Linked DNA regions of Sus scrofa: region 2 is linked to region 1. The links are chromatin contacts, called in public Hi-C maps. All regions are on one chromosome and are shown on one strand. The core of a region is the stretch at or near the end of the contact, and the rest is flanking DNA. Distances in the headings are between cores, read along the strand shown.

Evidence for each region. A called contact is a pair of places that touch in the nucleus more often than the background predicts.
Region 2: a contact with region 1 is called in a Hi-C map of skeletal muscle, with 4 times the contacts expected there. The contact joins the promoter of KDM5C here to the promoter of TSPYL2 in region 1. A contact is called at or near these places in 1 of 5 promoter capture datasets (liver), 4 of 47 Hi-C or Micro-C datasets (alveolar macrophages, heart right ventricle, liver and 1 more) and 2 of 2 datasets of contacts at active chromatin or transcription factors (alveolar macrophages and skeletal muscle).

What each region holds. Positions count from the first base shown.
Region 1 is chrX:45,907,524-45,911,652 of Sscrofa11.1, reverse strand. TSPYL2 (testis-specific Y-encoded-like protein 2) reads right to left here and starts at 1,965. Exons shown (of 7, transcript XM_005673642.3): 1 at 1,003-1,965. The coding sequence starts at 1,806. GPR173 (probable G-protein coupled receptor 173) reads right to left here. Exons shown (of 4, transcript XM_021080070.1): 4 at 3,456-4,129.
Region 2 is chrX:46,000,786-46,004,697 of Sscrofa11.1, reverse strand. KDM5C (lysine demethylase 5C) reads left to right here and starts at 1,483. Exons shown (of 25, transcript NM_001097433.1): 1 at 1,483-2,154. The coding sequence starts at 2,005.

The DNA of each region.
Region 1 (4,129 bases), core at 716-3,215:
CCGGGTGCTGAGGGCTCGTGTTCATAAGCCATTGTGTGTCTGGGGGTTGAAGGCCTGTATCCAGATGATGCTGTATCTGGATGCTGAGGGACTGTCGTCACATAATGTAGTATTTTTGGGTGTTATGGGTCTCTGTCCACATGATATTGTGTTTGGGTCTGAGGGTTCGTGTCCAGACCATGCTGTGGTCTGTGTGCTGAGGACCTGTTGCCACATAATACTGTGCCTAGGTGCTGAGAACCTGTGATCATGAGATGCTTTGTATGAGAATGCCAAGGGTCTGTGTCCATGTAATTCTATTAGGATGTTAACCCCCATGTTCTTAACATGTTGCATGTAAGTATGAGTATCCCCCAGGGACATCACCCAGAGATCAGCTTAACAATAGTGAAAAGGATTCTTTTTATTCTTCTCTTTCCTTCATTTAACTCCTTAATCTCCATTCCTAGGTACTCCTTCTCCTGATCTTTCAGGGCTCCAGCCCTTTTCTGGCCCCCTCCTCTCCAGACAGGCTTGGGGTCTCCCTGGCATCTCAGCAGAGACCTAGGCTATCACAGGCATATGTGACTTGGGCACCCCTTCTGGGCCATTTCTGTGTGCTCTTCCCCTCCCTCTTCACTGTCTCCGAGTCAGTTTATTTTTTGTGTGCCCCTCCCCTCCTCCTAGCATCATCTCTGGTCGAATTTTTCTGCTGTGTGGCCCTCTACTATCCTCCCCCTTCCACCGTCCGTGATCCATTTTTTTATGTTATGCTCCTCCTCTCCCCCCTTTCCCATCTGTGGTCCAGTTTTTATGTTGTGTGCCCCCCCTCCCCCTTCACGATCTCCAATCCAGCTTCTCTGATGTTTTGCCACACTCCTTCCATCCCTCCTCCACCAGACCACGTCATTCTTCCAATAGGGGCCCGCCCCCACACCCTTTCACCCATTCTGTCCCTCCCCCCACCCCACCCCCATTTCTGGTCATGGGCTCTTGGCCCATGAGTATAGATGACAAGGATACTGCTTTGACCCAGAAGCCTGGGATATGCTGGATGATGAGATCTCTGCGCTCCAGGAAGGGTCTTCGCATCTGAATGAACTTGCGCTTGAGACGGAGGAAGGCCTTGCCCGCCTTGATATTCACCGCCTCCAGGTCCAGCTGAATATTTTCCAGCGCCTGCAGGATGCACTCTATCTTCTCGGCATTCTTCTCTCTGCTTTCCTTCTTCACCTTCCTGGGCTTCCTCTTCCTCCTCCTCCTCCTCTTCCTCACACTCTCCTTTTCATCCTCGTCGTCGTCTTCCACGATGATGACGGTCTCTTCCCTCCCCCGTGGGCCAGCTAACCTCTGGTACCCCCGCCCCCTTGCGCTACAGGTTTCTAGGGCCTTCTCTCCTGCAAAGCTGCTGGGCTCCGTCACCTGGAAGTCAATCTCCAGGCTTCCCCCAGCAACCTCCGAGGGAGAGAATGTTTCCAGGCTCTCCGTGGGAGGGGGCGCCCCCCCATACCCTGACTCCATCGCGGGCTCCCAGCCGGGACCCCCAGCCCCCAGGGTGAAATACGCGCGAATCCCCCCCTCCTCTAGAATGACATAGGGCGGCGGTGGGGGCAGAGTGGGGCCCAGTCCCACCCCCCTCATGTCAGCCAGCACCTGTGCTGCCTCGGTTTCCTCCCGGAGCCTCGGGCGCTGCTGAGGTGGAGGCAGGGGCAGGCGCAGGAGAGGCGGCGGAGGCGGCGGAGGCGGCGGCTGCAGCTCGTTCTGAGGGGGCTCGGAGCCACTGAGGCGACGGGCCTTGGCTGGAGGCCCCTCATCCGGGCGGTCCATGGTGACCGCGTTCGCAGCCCAGGGGCTCGCGCTCAACCCTTCGCTCTCAGCCCGGCCGCCGCTGCCTGTCACACCTGAAGCAGAGCCGCCGCGCCTCACGCGACCAGCTCTGCTCTCAGCCTCGCTCTGGCGCTCCCTCCCACAGCGCCTGCCCTACTCCCTCCGCGCCAAGCACCAGGCCCCGCCCCCTCGCTGACGCCAGGAGCCGTCCAGGCTCGCCATTGGCTGCCAGCCGCCGCGGCGGCGCTCGCGCTCCCCCGACCCCTGCCGCTCGCACGCAATCTGCTTGCCAACACTGCACCTCATCACTTTCCCATTGGTTCCCCTCGGGCCCGCCAATCAGCGTGCCGACTCCCTCAGTGACCAGAGGGGCAGGGCGGGGTGATTGGCCGCGGAGAGAGCTGAGCAGAAGAAGCCCCTGTCCCTCGCCCTTGCCGACGTTTTATCCAATGGGAAAAGTACCAGTGGTTCTGAAGATCCAAATGCAAAACAAAAAACAAGCGCAGGCCTTGAGCAGGATGTGCTCGGATAGACTCGGAGAGCCTCGCTGTCATTCTCCCCCTCCTCTCCCCTCCCCTCGGTTACTACGAACTTCTTAAATCTGCCCCTTCCCCTCGCCCAGGCTTTTGCTCCTTTGGCGGGGGCGAACTCGGAGGCGATCTTTTGGGGCTTGGGTGGCTCTAAAGGAACCTGGGGTTAAGGAACCTGGGGTCTTTGGTTGGGGGCCAGGTTTTGACGTGGCGTTTTCCATTTCTGCAAGATGGCTCTAGAAATAATAATCGCACCAAAAAAGTAACTTCCTCTGCGTCATGAAAATGATTGTGATTCGGTTTATCTGCTAGATCTTTCTAGGACTTTCCGTTTCTTCACTGACTCCATACTTCTTCCCATCCTTTCCTCTCCATTTCCTCAATGTATGCTGTTTCCGAACTGCATTTTTGATTTTGGGAGGGCCAGCCGGATGGTCTCTCATGAGGCACGGTGGTGGGGTTCTGGCTTTGGTCTGGGATTCGCGTTATGGGTCTGCTCCTCACTTTTTAACCCTGAACAAATCACTGCCTCTCCCTGAGCTTGTTTCTTCTCTTGTAAATTAGGAGTCCCTAAAAAGACATGTAGGCAACTGCCCATTGCAGCCTTGTGGTAGCAGAGAATTGGAGGCAATCTAGAGACCCATCACCCAGGGGAATGGATAAGAAAAAATATGATATATGTATAAGATGGACTAGAATGAATTAGATCTACATAGGGCAACATGGCTGGATCTCTCAAAAACAGAATGTTGAGTGAAAAAAGAAACAGAACAAGATTTATAGTACAACACTGTTTATGTAAATTAAAACACACAATACCATACATTTTTCACAGATACACATATATGTAAATAAACATATGAACGATGGACTGGAAGGACATACAGTAAATACACAAGAGTGAGTGCCTATGTGGGAGGGGGGATGGAATCAGGGATGGGTAGTGAAGAGGACAAAAGAAAACAAAACAAAAAAACATAAGGGCCTCACTTGGACCAACGATGATACAGCGTGCCAAGAACTGAGGAGTATGGTCAACTCAATTCTGTGCACCTGAGAGAATAAATAAATAAATGGTAAAGTAATTGAGTGACCAAGGAACAGGCTGGCTGGGTAGACTTATAGGCTTGGTTTTTTTTGTTTTTTTTTTTTCCCTGTGACCTCCCTCCCTTTGAATTTAGTCAAAGCTTACCCCAAACCCCAGCTGTACACATTGGATCCTTTGGAAGGGCTCCAATCCCAGACGGGGCAGTCCCTCCAGAAGCCATTACTTTGCATGTGGGGGGGGCATTTCCTAACCCCAACAGTTCCCCCCAAGTTTGATCCCCAATTCCCGTCCCTATTCTCCATGGTGGTCCAGTTTCAGGAACACATTATCTGGGTTTTAGAGAGGAGACTGATACAGGAGTTAGAAGTGGTACGTGGGGAGAGATGGGGTTCTCAAGTATCCTGCTTGCTCAGAGCCTGGACCAAGGGAGGGAGATCTTATGAGATGGGAGTCTATCCTCTTGCTACGTATATACGTACCATTTTCAAGTACAGTTTTCAAGTTCCATCTCTCCGATCACTCTACTTCCTGCTGCAGGCACATACTCTATTTTGTCTCCTCTCAGGTGCGCACGTGTGTGTGTGTGTGTGCGCGCGCGCGCACGCCCCTGTGCCATATATGTCTCCACATACAGGCATTTGCTCACATGTGTGCACCAGGCAGGGCTGCCCATCCCCAACAAAGTCACACAGACACACACTGTCTCACTTGACCATACCTCCCCGTATGTGGTCACACAGACAGG
Region 2 (3,912 bases), core at 234-2,733, 94 kb before region 1:
CTCAGAAATAAAAATAACAGTTTACAGATACTGAGGGCCTTCTCAATGCCAGGTTCTGTATGACAATCCCACAAGGTAGGTGTTATCAGCCCCATACAACATCATTCGGTTTCAGAAGTTGGGACTTACCAAGGTCACATAACTAAAAATGGCAGAGCTGGTGGGACCCCAGGATGTGAGCTCCTACCAATGTTCCCTGCTCCTTCGGAGAGGATACCCTTACCTCAGTCCTGAGTTGGCAATATGATATATACCTAACTGATTAGGAACAGTTAACTAAATGAAGAAATGACTCTCTCCACCTTCTTCAAACATATTCAAGCTTACAGCAGAAGCTTAAATATACATGGGAAATGTTTGAAAAGAATATATAGTATTTTCAATATATACCAAGGCTGCTCAAAAATATATTCATTTTTCTTTTGTTTACTCAACATTAACTTTCTGCTTGCCATGTCAAGTGCTAAGGATGTATAAGGGCACATATTCCCTGCCTTTAAGGAATTCAGTCAGATGGGGAACACAAAATAAGCACTTAATCAGCATGTACACAAGCACTCTAATATGTGCACAGTAGGTGTTCGAGCTGTACACTGTAGGCCCACAACTGATGAATAACTTGATGACCCTCAAATGCAGTAGATGCCTGATGTATGAGCTAAGTACTGGTTTGATACTCAAAGTAGTTAATAATAAACCTACTCAGAAACCGCTCACAAACATGTACACATAGTAGGTACTCAAATTCATGACAGGAACTGTATACAACAAATAAAACCCCCTTGCCAAATATTTGCTAAGTACACTGTAGGCTCCCAAATGGGCAAACACTAAGTGCTTCCCACGGTGGGCACTGGTAGGTGATAAATATACTGTTGCTAAAATTCGATAGTTAAAATATATATAATACTCTCAGACTATTTTGTAGGGGGATATGTCATAAATACGGACACAATAAAAGCGCATACAGAACAGTTGAAAGTGTTCATTAAAATGCTGACAATGACTCTGGGGTTGAGAAATGGAAGCCCCATCTCTGAGAGCCCCATCTACACGCAAACTCGGACAAAATAAATATTTCCTTCCTCTCTTCGGGACCCAGGATTCTAAAAATCCGCAATCCCTGGGAAGGGAGCAGCCTCCCGGCTTTCTTGTTTCAAAGCCCTAGAGCTATCAGCTCCTAAAGCTGGGAGCTCTGTACATTTTTCCCACCCTGCCGACCGGCAGAAAAGGGCCTCTTGCAATCAGGTGCCCGAAGCCGCCCACTGTGGCTCACACCGGAAAGACCCGGGAGAAGGAGAACATGTTGGGGCGGGGCTCGCTCCAGGGCTGAGGTCATCGAGGAGGTGCCAGTTTGGGTCCACCACCCACCAACGCCAGCTCCTCTTCCGGTTTGCTTTTATAACGCGCATGCGCACCACTGGCCTTTAAACGTGCACCGCCGGTCCATCCGGAAAGAGGATCCGGCAGTTATTTACAACTTTGCTCCTCCGCCGCTGAGGCGGACTATTTTCTTTCAGTCTGGGAGTCACTTTTGAGTTCCCGCTTCCTGATAGGGAACCCACGCCTGCCTATTCAGCTCAGTCCCCAGGAGATAAAGGCTTCCTAGGGCTCGGTCTCACGCAAGATAGACGAGGCTCGGAGGGCCATCCCGCGGAGGGATTCGGTTTGTTGTGGTGAGGGGAGGGGGGAGACGCTGACAAACCAAGATGGCGGCGGCGGCGATGAAGGCCCCGGCGGTTGGGAGGTAACTGTGGTGGCGAAGGCAGCGGTAGTTGGGAGGCAGCGGTACAGTTTGGAAGGAACGGAGCAAGACGAAGAGGCAATAGCCGTAGCGTCAGCCTGAGCCTCTGAGAGCGTGGCAGCTACACGCCCCCTGGGCCCTCGGCGGGCGGCGGCCGCCCCGCTTAGGGCCTAGTCTCCGAGCAGTGCCTCGGCTTCATACAGCGGTGTCCGCCATGAGCCCTTAAGGGCGGTCCGAGCCTTCCAGTCCTAAGACCCACCATGGAGCCGGGGTCAGACGACTTCCTACCGCCGCCGGAGTGCCCAGTGTTCGAGCCTAGCTGGGCGGAGTTCCGAGACCCTCTCGGCTACATCGCGAAAATCAGGCCCATCGCCGAGAAGTCGGGCATTTGCAAGATCCGCCCACCCGCGGTAAGGCCCTGGGCTGGTGGTTGCGGGCGGACAGGCCGGGGATGAAGAACTAGGATAGCGGGCGGAGAAGTTTTGGGGCGGAGGGCAGCTTGAAGTGTGAGGAGATAGGGTGGCCGGGACCGTTGTGGATGCGACGCAGGTGGGAGAAAGGGTACTGGGGCCAGGGGTCCTTTCGTGAGCTGAGGGCCCCTAGTCAGAGACCCACACCCCCACTCCCACCTCGCCCTTCAGAATCAGTGAGATTCAAGACAGGGATGCTTAGTGGCCCGGGGAGAGTTCACGGAGAGGCTCCCCGCACATCTCTTGGTTATCCCAAACTGCCTAGGTCAAGGCTGCACTAAATAAGGCTTTTTTCCTATTTACTGGTATCACTTCTCTTAAGGCAGGCAGCGTGGTGTAGTGGGAAGATCACAGCTCTGAGTTCAAAACTCCATTCTGCGGCTTACCAGCTGTGTGACCTTGGACAAGTAACGTAATCTCTCAGAGCCTGTGAAATAGGTCCCGTGAATGCTTATTTCGAGAATTGGATGAAACTAGGTAGCGTCTGTGTGTAATAGGTACTAGATAAGTGGTAATTATTGTGACTGTGAAGGTGTTTGATGTGGTCATTGGTTTGCTCCTATGTGGGTTGACTCATATTTATTCAAACCGTGCCAGGCCATTTCAGTCTATATATGATAATATTCTGGCCTGGTAGACCAGTCAGGAAATCTGTCTCACAGGGAATATTCTGTCTGGCTCCCTTGAGATGGTTCAGGGAATTGTCCCCTTCTTTTCCCAGTTGAAGGTGCTATCTGGGCCCTTCCTGCACATCACTTCTCTAGGCTTGACTTCTATGGAGAGTCTTGGATCAGTCAGCTTGGGGTGGGGTATGATTTCTACTCGGATCTGTCCCAGGATGTAGGAAGTCCCAGAGGATAAGCTATTCTTGGTCTCCCAGAAACAGAATGGACCTATGGAAGTCTGCCTCCTTTAAAACACTTGATTCCTAGAGGTCAGGAACAGAGGGCATATCTTTGCTCCTAGGCCTGGCTTCAGGCCAGGAGGAGTCCCCCAGGGGCTAGGATAGGCTGCCACCTTGCTAGCATGGAGGGCAAAGGATATATGTTGTTCAGTCACCGCTTGGGGTTCCACCGGCAGGAATTGAATTTGTCTGGAACAGGGTGTTTTTGAGTGGGTGTCTCCTGGCTGAAACCGGATGGGAAACCTCACTGCCACCTGAGGAGGGCACCACAGGCCTTTTTATTCAGCTTGGTGCTTTCTGGTGCTCAGCCACAGATCTAGGCTGGTTTCAGATGGATCCTCTGGGAGGTGTTGGGTAAGCTAATTTCTTCCTTGTTGGAATCTGGCCACAGTTCTCTGAGGTATCCTTGTCCATGGTGAGGGAGTGGCAGTGGGTAGTGAGAGGTCAGTAAGGCTAGCAGAAAGGAGAGGCTGGAGTCCTGGGCAGCCTCAAGAAGGTACTCCCTGAAGTGGCCTGGCAGGCGTGTGGGAAAGAGGCATATCTGACATAGGGGACAGTTGAGATTTGAATTTTCTATCCCATTTTTCTATCTTGGACTTCTTGGGGCAGGCTGGCCTCATGCAGGTATTGTTACCCTTCCTTGGGTGACAGGAATTGAGAAGTGTGACATGTCCCCGGGGTGTGTGTGTTTGTGTCTGTCTCTGTCTGTCGTCCTTCCTGCAGGGGGCCATCCTTTGTTATGCTTCTCTTCTCTCCCAACACCGTGTTTCCCTCCAATCTAGGAGACCTGGCTC